2 separate regions of the Anser cygnoides genome follow, and region 1 is linked to region 2. Evidence: chromatin contacts called from public Hi-C data. All regions are on one chromosome and are shown on one strand. Each heading gives the region's core, a stretch centred on a gene start, on an enhancer-like site or on the middle of the called end of the contact. The rest is flanking DNA. Distances are from core to core; before and after follow the strand shown.

What was found. Hi-C and Micro-C count contacts between places; a contact is called where the count stands out from the background.
Region 1: a contact with region 2 is called in a Hi-C map of liver, with 8 times the contacts expected there. The contact joins the promoter of LOC106048077 here to the promoter of LOC106048076 in region 2. A contact is called at or near these places in 2 of 7 Hi-C or Micro-C datasets (both in liver).

The regions. Positions count from the first base shown.
Region 1 is chr1:104,883,598-104,887,689 of Taihu_goose_T2T_genome, reverse strand. LOC106048077 (alpha-2-macroglobulin-like) reads left to right here and starts at 1,266. Exons shown (of 36, transcript XM_067005523.1): 1 at 1,266-1,538. The coding sequence starts at 1,450. It overlaps LOC106048085 (a long non-coding RNA gene), which reads right to left and starts at 2,432. Exons shown (of 3, transcript XR_010824806.1): 1 at 1,837-2,432; 2 at 996-1,119.
Region 2 is chr1:104,733,942-104,738,024 of Taihu_goose_T2T_genome, reverse strand. It overlaps LOC106048076 (alpha-2-macroglobulin-like protein 1), which reads right to left and starts at 2,553. Exons shown (of 37, transcript XM_067005594.1): 1 at 2,405-2,553; 2 at 1,575-1,758; 3 at 511-555; 4 at 37-181. The coding sequence starts at 2,472.

The sequences.
Region 1 (4,092 bases), core at 17-2,516, 150 kb before region 2:
TTAAACTTCCTTTCCTCCTCAGACATTTCTCCTCATCATTCACACTGCTCTTCCCTGCAGTTTTCTGTCAGCACAAGAGTCAAGACACACTATGTAGTTAAACTAACATTCAGTTTTAACATTCACTATATTTCAAAGTTTAATATTCAGACAAACCATTAGTGTTGTTCTGATCTTATCAGTTCCTCTGTACAGATCAGAGAACCTCTGCCACTAATGTGGCTTCATATAATCACATTCAATAAGATTTGTGCTAAAGTATTTTATCTCCTGAGTATTCATACACAACAGGACTCTTCACAGGGGTCACAAATCTCTAATAAGAGCGTGACCAATCTTTGATTCTTTGATTGCAGAGACTCTGTAGGGCAAGCTGAAGCCCTACAGCTGCAGTTTTGCAGTCTTCCAAGGGCTGATACAAATACCCCACAAAGTCAGGCTACTCAGGGAGTTCTGGTAGCTTGGACTGAGTATTTCATTTTTGTGACCAGCTGGAATGTAGCAATCTTTTTTTTTTTTTTTTTTAATTACTAAATTCAACTTCTGGATAAGCTGTTGCAACAAGATATTCACAGACAACCAAGCCAAGTGAGCAGTGCTGTTTCTGAGTGACTTTCACTATGGATGCAACTCACAGCAGCACAGCTCTGAATCTGGCAAAGGGAAAGGGGAGACACCTGGGGCACCTGGAACATTTTCACCCCAGACCAGGCAGTCTAAGAGCAGGCAACACAGAATGGTGGAAGATGATCACCATGCTGGGGGGCAGGGATGCCACCCGATGGCATTGCCTAATATTTATGCATGTTCACAGTGGAAACAACATATTTCCATATCTAGACCTGTAGTCACCTCACTTTGGATTTTATTCCTGACTGACTAATTGTCTAACCTAGCAGCCCTGTTAGGGGCTTTGTCAGCAAACTACTGCAGTATTCTGTTAATATAACATGAGCAATGCTTTTGCCTGTGGGTTTCCTTTTGTCGTAACATACCTATAAACACAGCTTTTGACTTCAAAAGATGGCATTACTGGATGTCCGAGCGCTGAGATTGGATGCTACCCTCAGGGAGCAACCTTGTGTCAAACCTGGTTCATTTCCCCAAGACTGTGGATCTCTGATGGGTTAAAGAAAGCAGGGTATGAATGGTTCGAAGATTTCTAATATAAGTACTGTCCAATAAACACCCTTCCCCCACATTGAAAGTCTCTAGCCAAATACTGTCCCTCTGCTCCAGCTCCTCCTTATACGCCTCTCGCCTCTCCCCATTTCCGGATGGGTCCTGGCCCACAGCCCTTATCTCCTCTAGCCCCTGGGCTGTTTGCAGAGAGCAGTTAAAAAGGGGCTGACCCAGCAGAGAGTGGAGGGGAATTACAAGGTGCAGGAAAACAACAGCACCGGACCAGACTGGATGTCTGCTTGAGTCACCACAGTCCTGCTCTGCACCATGGGGAAGGACTGGCTCTTTGGCAAACCAGATATCTTCCTCCTTCTCCTCTTCTTCCTCCCTGGAAATACCTCTCCCACTACAGAACCGTAAGCTACACATATGGAAGGGGGAGGGAGGTCTTAGTGCTCCTTTTTTTTTTTTTTTCTGTCATTTTTCTTCTTTTCTGTCATTCTTTATACAGCTGTGCCAGTTTCTCCCATTCCTACCCTGCATCCCACTACTAGCCCAGCCCTGACCTTCCTGCACATCTCTGCCAGTGTTCCCTCTTCCCCTCGGTACTCCCCTGCTAGTCCAGCCCTGGTTCAGAACAATATCTCTGCCTAAATATATTCTTACCTAGAAATCTTCAGGTGCCTGAGTTTTTGTGGGCATGCATGTACTTACCTTTCCCGTAGTATCCTTGTTTTGATCATTGAGTCATTTCTCCGCGTTCTCCTGTTTCTTTCAAGCTGGTTTGTTCCCTTTCTCCTGTTTCTTTCATCCCAGTTTGTTTCCCTTGGCAGCATCAGACGTGCTTGTTCCCAAAGAGGATCTGTGACCTAAATTCCCTTCCGCCAGCATGGAGTCTGGCGCTGGCACCCTCCCCTGGGATGTCCACCCCGGGGCTCTGCAGGTGAGGAGCATGGCTGCAGCACTCACACTGCTGAGGGCCCCAAGGAGAAGCTCTGCAAGGGCAGATCAGCCTGGCCTCCCCACCTCAGCCTCACCTACCACAGAGGGTTCTGCAGCCTCTTGTCCAGGCAGAGCAATCTCCCTCTTTAGACTCTTGCTGCTGTCACAGCGTGCCTCTTGCTGTGCCACGGTTCTCTCCTCTGTGGTTCCGAAGCTGGTCTTGTGATGCTTGCTAGAGATCTCGTGCCGACAAGCACCGCATGAGCACTAGTAGCTGCAGCAGGAGGTGCAGCAACACTGCTGTTGCTTACTGTGTGGTCAGAGGTAAAGTGGTGACTGGCTCAAAACTGAAGGACCTTTGACTCACACTTCACCATCAGTCCCTCATTCACCTGCCCTATTTGGCTGCTTCTGGGGTAGATAAGCCAGCCAAGTCTGCTTTGGGGTCAGGCAAAGCTCTCCAGTGTCTCCACGGTAATCTTGTTCATATCCCTGCCAAAGATCAGACGGAAACTGCTTGGTCCTTTCCTCGCATAGGCAACATGCTGCTCTTTTTCTCTGAACTGAGCATCATTTTGGGAGGGGAGAAAGAGGAAAGGATGAGAAAGGTGTGAGGAGGAGAGGTGTATTTGGGATCACAGAACAAAGATAGGAGCTGAGTGCAGTAAGCAGTCAGGGAAGAGGTAGACAGTGTGGTCTGAGTAGTGAATTGCTAGGCATGTGTGAGAATAATGGATCTCACTCACACTTGGTACCGTGTGCTGCAGGGTTGATCCGATGCTGTGTATAACACAGGAGGGAAGCTACCCTAGAACGGAAGACCTCCAAGTCAAATCAAAATGAAGCTTCCAACCAAGATTTGCGTTCTGCATCTTGCACAGGGAGATAGCTTTGATAAGCAGCAACAGTTGTTGCTCTTTCTGTTTCAGAAGTGGCTATCTGCACAGGAGACACAATTAAGGTTCAGATTAGATATTAAAAAATAAATAAAACTCTTATTCACCATGTTACTGCAGCATCAGAACGGGTGACCCATTGCAACTTCCTTTTCCAGGAGAGAAGTTGGCTTGAGACATCCAAATGTCCTTTCCAAACAAACAAACAAATATATATATATATATATGTACGATACTGCGGCATACTGACAATAGGACTTTTTTTCTTACTCTGGATCTATTCTGGAAGAATTCAACAGTAGGCATTGTTCACCTATTCTGATATGTGGTTGTGCATGTAAGCTATTTTACAATGTAGTGTATAATGTTTGGGAATATATTTGAGATAGCCAAAAGTGCTTGCTCATGATGGTATTTGAATTGACAGATATGGATACAGATTGACAGAGCTGATGAAACTCAGTGGTTTCTTTGCTTGAATGTTTGTTCCAGGAAGCAGCTGAGAGTTGATACATGGAAGTATCAAGAATCATAGAATCATGTATTCTATGATTCTATGATTCTAAGCTAGTCCATCGTAAGCTAGAGTATTACCTTCTCCGTATAGACAAACTTAGCATTTTTAAGTCAGCCACTTTCTCTAGGGTCCCTTATCCCTCCTTGTTGCCTGCTTCTGATGGAGTCACTGCCTCTGTTTTCAGAATACTGCCAACCTTGCTGGCAGCGAGGCTGGTGAGGTCTCTTCTGGTAGCCCAGAAGCATTTCGTCCTGGAATGGCTGTATATGGACTGTGTGACCCAGACTATTTAAAGCTTTCATAGTACTTTAATTCATTTAGCCCTTTTCACCAACACATCTCAAAACAGTTGAAGGGAGGTCTATAAACAGCGTATTTCATAACCTTGTTTCAAAGACCGTGAAGCTGGCATAGGGGGAAGTTCTGTGCATTGGCCAAAATTTCAGTGAAACAGTGAACAGGAGGAGGAATAAAGCCAAATTCCCTATGAACTAGGTCACGCTGTCCCTTCGGTAGACTGGACGTTGCAGTCACATTGCCACTGACAGGATGCAAGGAAAATTAGATTAGGGGACGTAGGGTGAAGCTGTGGTGAGAAGGCTATGGAGGAAGGGT
Region 2 (4,083 bases), core at 1,304-3,803:
TTCCCTCCCCATTTCCACGTCACCTTCTTGCCTTACCTGTTTCTCCAGGTTTGTATAAGGCCTTGTCTGTCTTTACCAGAATTATGTTCTTCTGGGGCTTGACCAGTACCTTCTTGCGACCCTCAAAGAGCACACTGTCACCGCTGTGTATCAGGACATGCAGAAAAACCACCTCCTCTGACTGCCAGATTAAAACAAAAACTGCCTAAGAGTAGAAGTAACTTGAAGAGGAAACTAAGGCTACCAAAATCTCCAACTTAATTCTTCTCTGTCCCCTTTCTTTGATTTAGCTCTTTCCTTTCTTTAGTCATAGACTTCCACATGCTCCCCAGTTTCCTTATTCTCTTTTCTCTGCCTTTCCCCTTGTCACACTTGTGCATTTCTAAATTTCTTTCTCCCCACTGCTATCTTTCCCACCCTGCAACTCCTCCCTTTAATATGGCTCAGACACAGGAGAGGCTGAAGGTCTCTAGTTTGTAAGAGGAGAGGCAGCCAAGAAAGGTATCTTACTTGTGAAGCTGAAGCATCTGTTTCCCAGGGAATTAACTCTGGTACCTAGGTTGATTGATGTAAGGAAACAGAAAACAAATTCATCAGAGATTTTGCATCTTATCCCAGACGTGAGACATCACCTCACTGTTAAACAATCCTCAAACTTCAGAGTCCAAACTCCACTGCATGAATCAGCCTCTAGACCACTTAATATTGCTTGAAGAAGAAGCAGTCACCATCTGTCTTTTATTCATGAATGTAAGAGTGAACCATCTGACATATCATTCTCCCCGTCACAGAAATTTAAGATTTTTTTACAAACAAACAAAACAAAACAAAAACAAACAAAACAAACAAACAAACAAAAAAACACATAGGGAAGACAGATATGGAGCTGACTAAGGCAGTAATGGGAAAAAGATAAGGGTCAGGCAAAAACTTTGGACATCTCACTATCAGAAAGACTAAGCTCAGCAGGGGAAAGTGTTTTTGTTTGTTTGTTTTGTTTTGTTGTTTTGTTTTGTTTTGTTTTGTTTTTTAACTACAGATGCCCTGGCTTTCCAGAACCAGGATTCACTCTCTCCTAAGTCCTGGCACCAAACACTTTGTTAAATATTGTCTTGCTGATAAAAGAACCAGAATTGACTACAGACCCTTCTCGAGTTCTGCTGAATCTGTAGGACAATCAGAGCATAGGCACAGCAACTTAGTATGGTGCTGAAGGAGACAGGGAGAGTTTGTAGAGTCCCAGCACCAGACACATCTCCACGTCTCTCCAGAAATGTAACTGAAATTTCTGTAGTCATGTCAGAGCCTCAGTGTAGCTAGTTCAGCTAACTACAACAGCAGGATGAAATCAGCCGATAGAGATTAAAAAATATATATCTACACTGTGAAAGATTGCCTACTTTGTTAGGTTCTAGGACACACTTGTATTTTGTCTGGAACTGGTAGGAAAAGATACTTCACCTGCTTGGAACCTCATGGCAAGGCAGAGAAGGACAGTGAGTCAGGAGAGCACTCCTGTCTGAAGTGAGAGGAAGATCATCTACTGACAAGTCGGCAACCACAGCTACACTCACCTGGAAGGTGATGCACTCAAAAGTACCTGGCTTCTCCACGTCCTGTTCCACCAGCGTGCGATTCTCGGTTTCCACCTCCAGGGTGACAGCCAGGTGAACAGCCTCAGTCAGGGAGCTGAGGTGAATGCAGAGCTTCTCCTCTTGGGAATGGCGAATGACAGCAGGGAACACCACCATGTAGTGACTAGAAGAGAGCAGATGTTCAGAAACAATTCAGAGGCTGAGGTGGACAGGCCAGAATAAATCTCTGCTGCTTTCATGAAGAGGCACACCAAAGGTCAGAAATGTCTAAAGAGGCCTACAGGGAAGGAACTGTGGTGCAGCTCCCTTTCCATGCCAGAAAGAAGCAACATGCCCAGCATGGAACCAGATGGCTCCTGGTATGTGTCTTGTCACCACCAGCCAGGACACAGCTGCCCCAGCAGCAAGTACACAAGAACAGAAAGTTTAGGTGAGGAATGAAGCTGAAAACTCAGTGAGCGAGGCATAAGGCTTCAGGCCTCACAGCAAATTTCATCCTCACACCAAATTGCATCCTCACAAGCACAGGATGAATGAAGGCAAAATTGTGGCTTCTGTAGCTTTTCAGTGTGTACAGTGCACTGCTAGTGCGGTGCCTGCACTAGCATATACCAGGGGCTTCACCTGCAGTAGTGCTTGACACCCCGAGCTCCAAATTAACTCAGAAGGAATTGCTTCTGCTCAGCCTCCCTAATAACAAGATTCCCTGCATGCAGCTCTGTGATGCTAAACCGTGCAGCACCTCAGCACCACACCCTTCAATGACAGTCCTTTCCACCAAGCCCCCCAAAACCAAAAGATAATCTCACGGTTCCAGGCTTGCTTCAGCTGCAACTGGGAATAGGTTCAGGGCTAAAAGGAGCACTGGTGCTCCCATTGCTTGGGCTGGGAAAGACAGCTGTCAAGATCCGCACAGGAGGAGAGAGTAGCCTGTATTGATGGGCTGGAACAATCCTAAATACACCCCTCAGATGTTCCTAAGGCCAAAGTGTGGGGGAAGTTTATATATGGAGATTATATCTCTTCCAGGCTAATGACACTAGCTAATATTTACTTACTTCCACCAATGGCAGAGTAAAGACCACACAGCACAGTTCTCCACCCATGTCTAAGCTCAGATGGCATTCCAGGTGGTGGGATGTCAGAGCACTGTGGGGGACATGTGGAGTGGGTGACCTCTAACCCAAACTCAAAGGGACTTAGCAGAAAAGCTCACCTCAGTTTTGGCTGGTCTGGATTCTGGCTGTAGCATCCTACGGGAGACAAAGCAGCTATTATCCTTAGCTTGTGAAAAAGGATCCTCAACTCTCTGACTGTGCTTTATTAGTGATCTTCCCCTCATCCAGTTTTTCATCACTGCTTGAATTCAAAACCTTTCAATTAATTTCCTCCCCACCTCAAAAAAAAAAAAAAAAAAAAAAAAAAAAAAAAAAAGCAGAGACCACATGGAAGCAAAGTGAGAAAGAAAACAACTCTTTTCTGCTTCCCATCAACAAGCAATGTTCGGCCACATCCTGGGAAGCAGGGCCTCAATATGTGTAGAAGTTGTTCAGGAGGACAGACGTCTTCATAACGAGAGCCCCCCCCTGCTCCTTCCCCTTTCCCACCATTTACTGCTGAGTGCTGTGTGACACCACATGGTATGAAATATCCCTTGGGTCGGTTTAGGTCAGCCGCCCTGGTGATGTCCCCTCCCCACCTCTTGCCAACCCCCAGCCTACTGGCTCTGGGGAGCTTTGGAGACAGTTTTGATGCTGTGCCAGCACTGCTCAGCAATACACAAAGCACTGGTGTGCTACCAATGCTGTTCTAGCTACAAGTTGTGATTCTGTGAAGTGCAGAGCGCAGCACTGTATGGGCTGCCGCAGGGAAAGTTAACTCCATCCCAGCCAGATCCAGTTCACAGCTTCATCCAACCATAAGGTATTTCTACAGTGACACCACCACCAATCTCCTTCAGACTCCTATCAGGTACTGCAAACTTTTATTTCCTTTTTCTGGATGGCAGCAGTGGCAGCTGAAGCGAGCAGGGCTTGGACCTATTTGCCTTCTAGGTACAACCTTATTTGAAGGTGGTTGTCCTCATCTTGCTTTGGCCACAGCTGTTGTTTTGCAGATCATAACCAAAGGTACACAATACAGAATGAATTTGCCGTCTGCCCACTCTTTGATCCCAGCTGAAGCAATCCCCTGGATTTACTTTGGCATGGAGTCTGTGCATGTGTATCCACTCTCTGAGCTCACAGAGCAATGTAACTGCAATGTGCACCTTTCACCTAGCACAGACATTCAAATAATCTGCAGGTTTGAAGCACTGTATGTCACTGATCTGGGAATACATTTGATTCTCTGAAATCAACAGGGTTTTGACTTCAAGCCTAAATTAGCCAGACAAAAAACAGAATTCTATCTGATTTCAGAAACATTCCCCATGGCTCTGCATCTCCGAATAGTCACCAAGTTAGCTGCCTCAGAATTTAAATGGAAA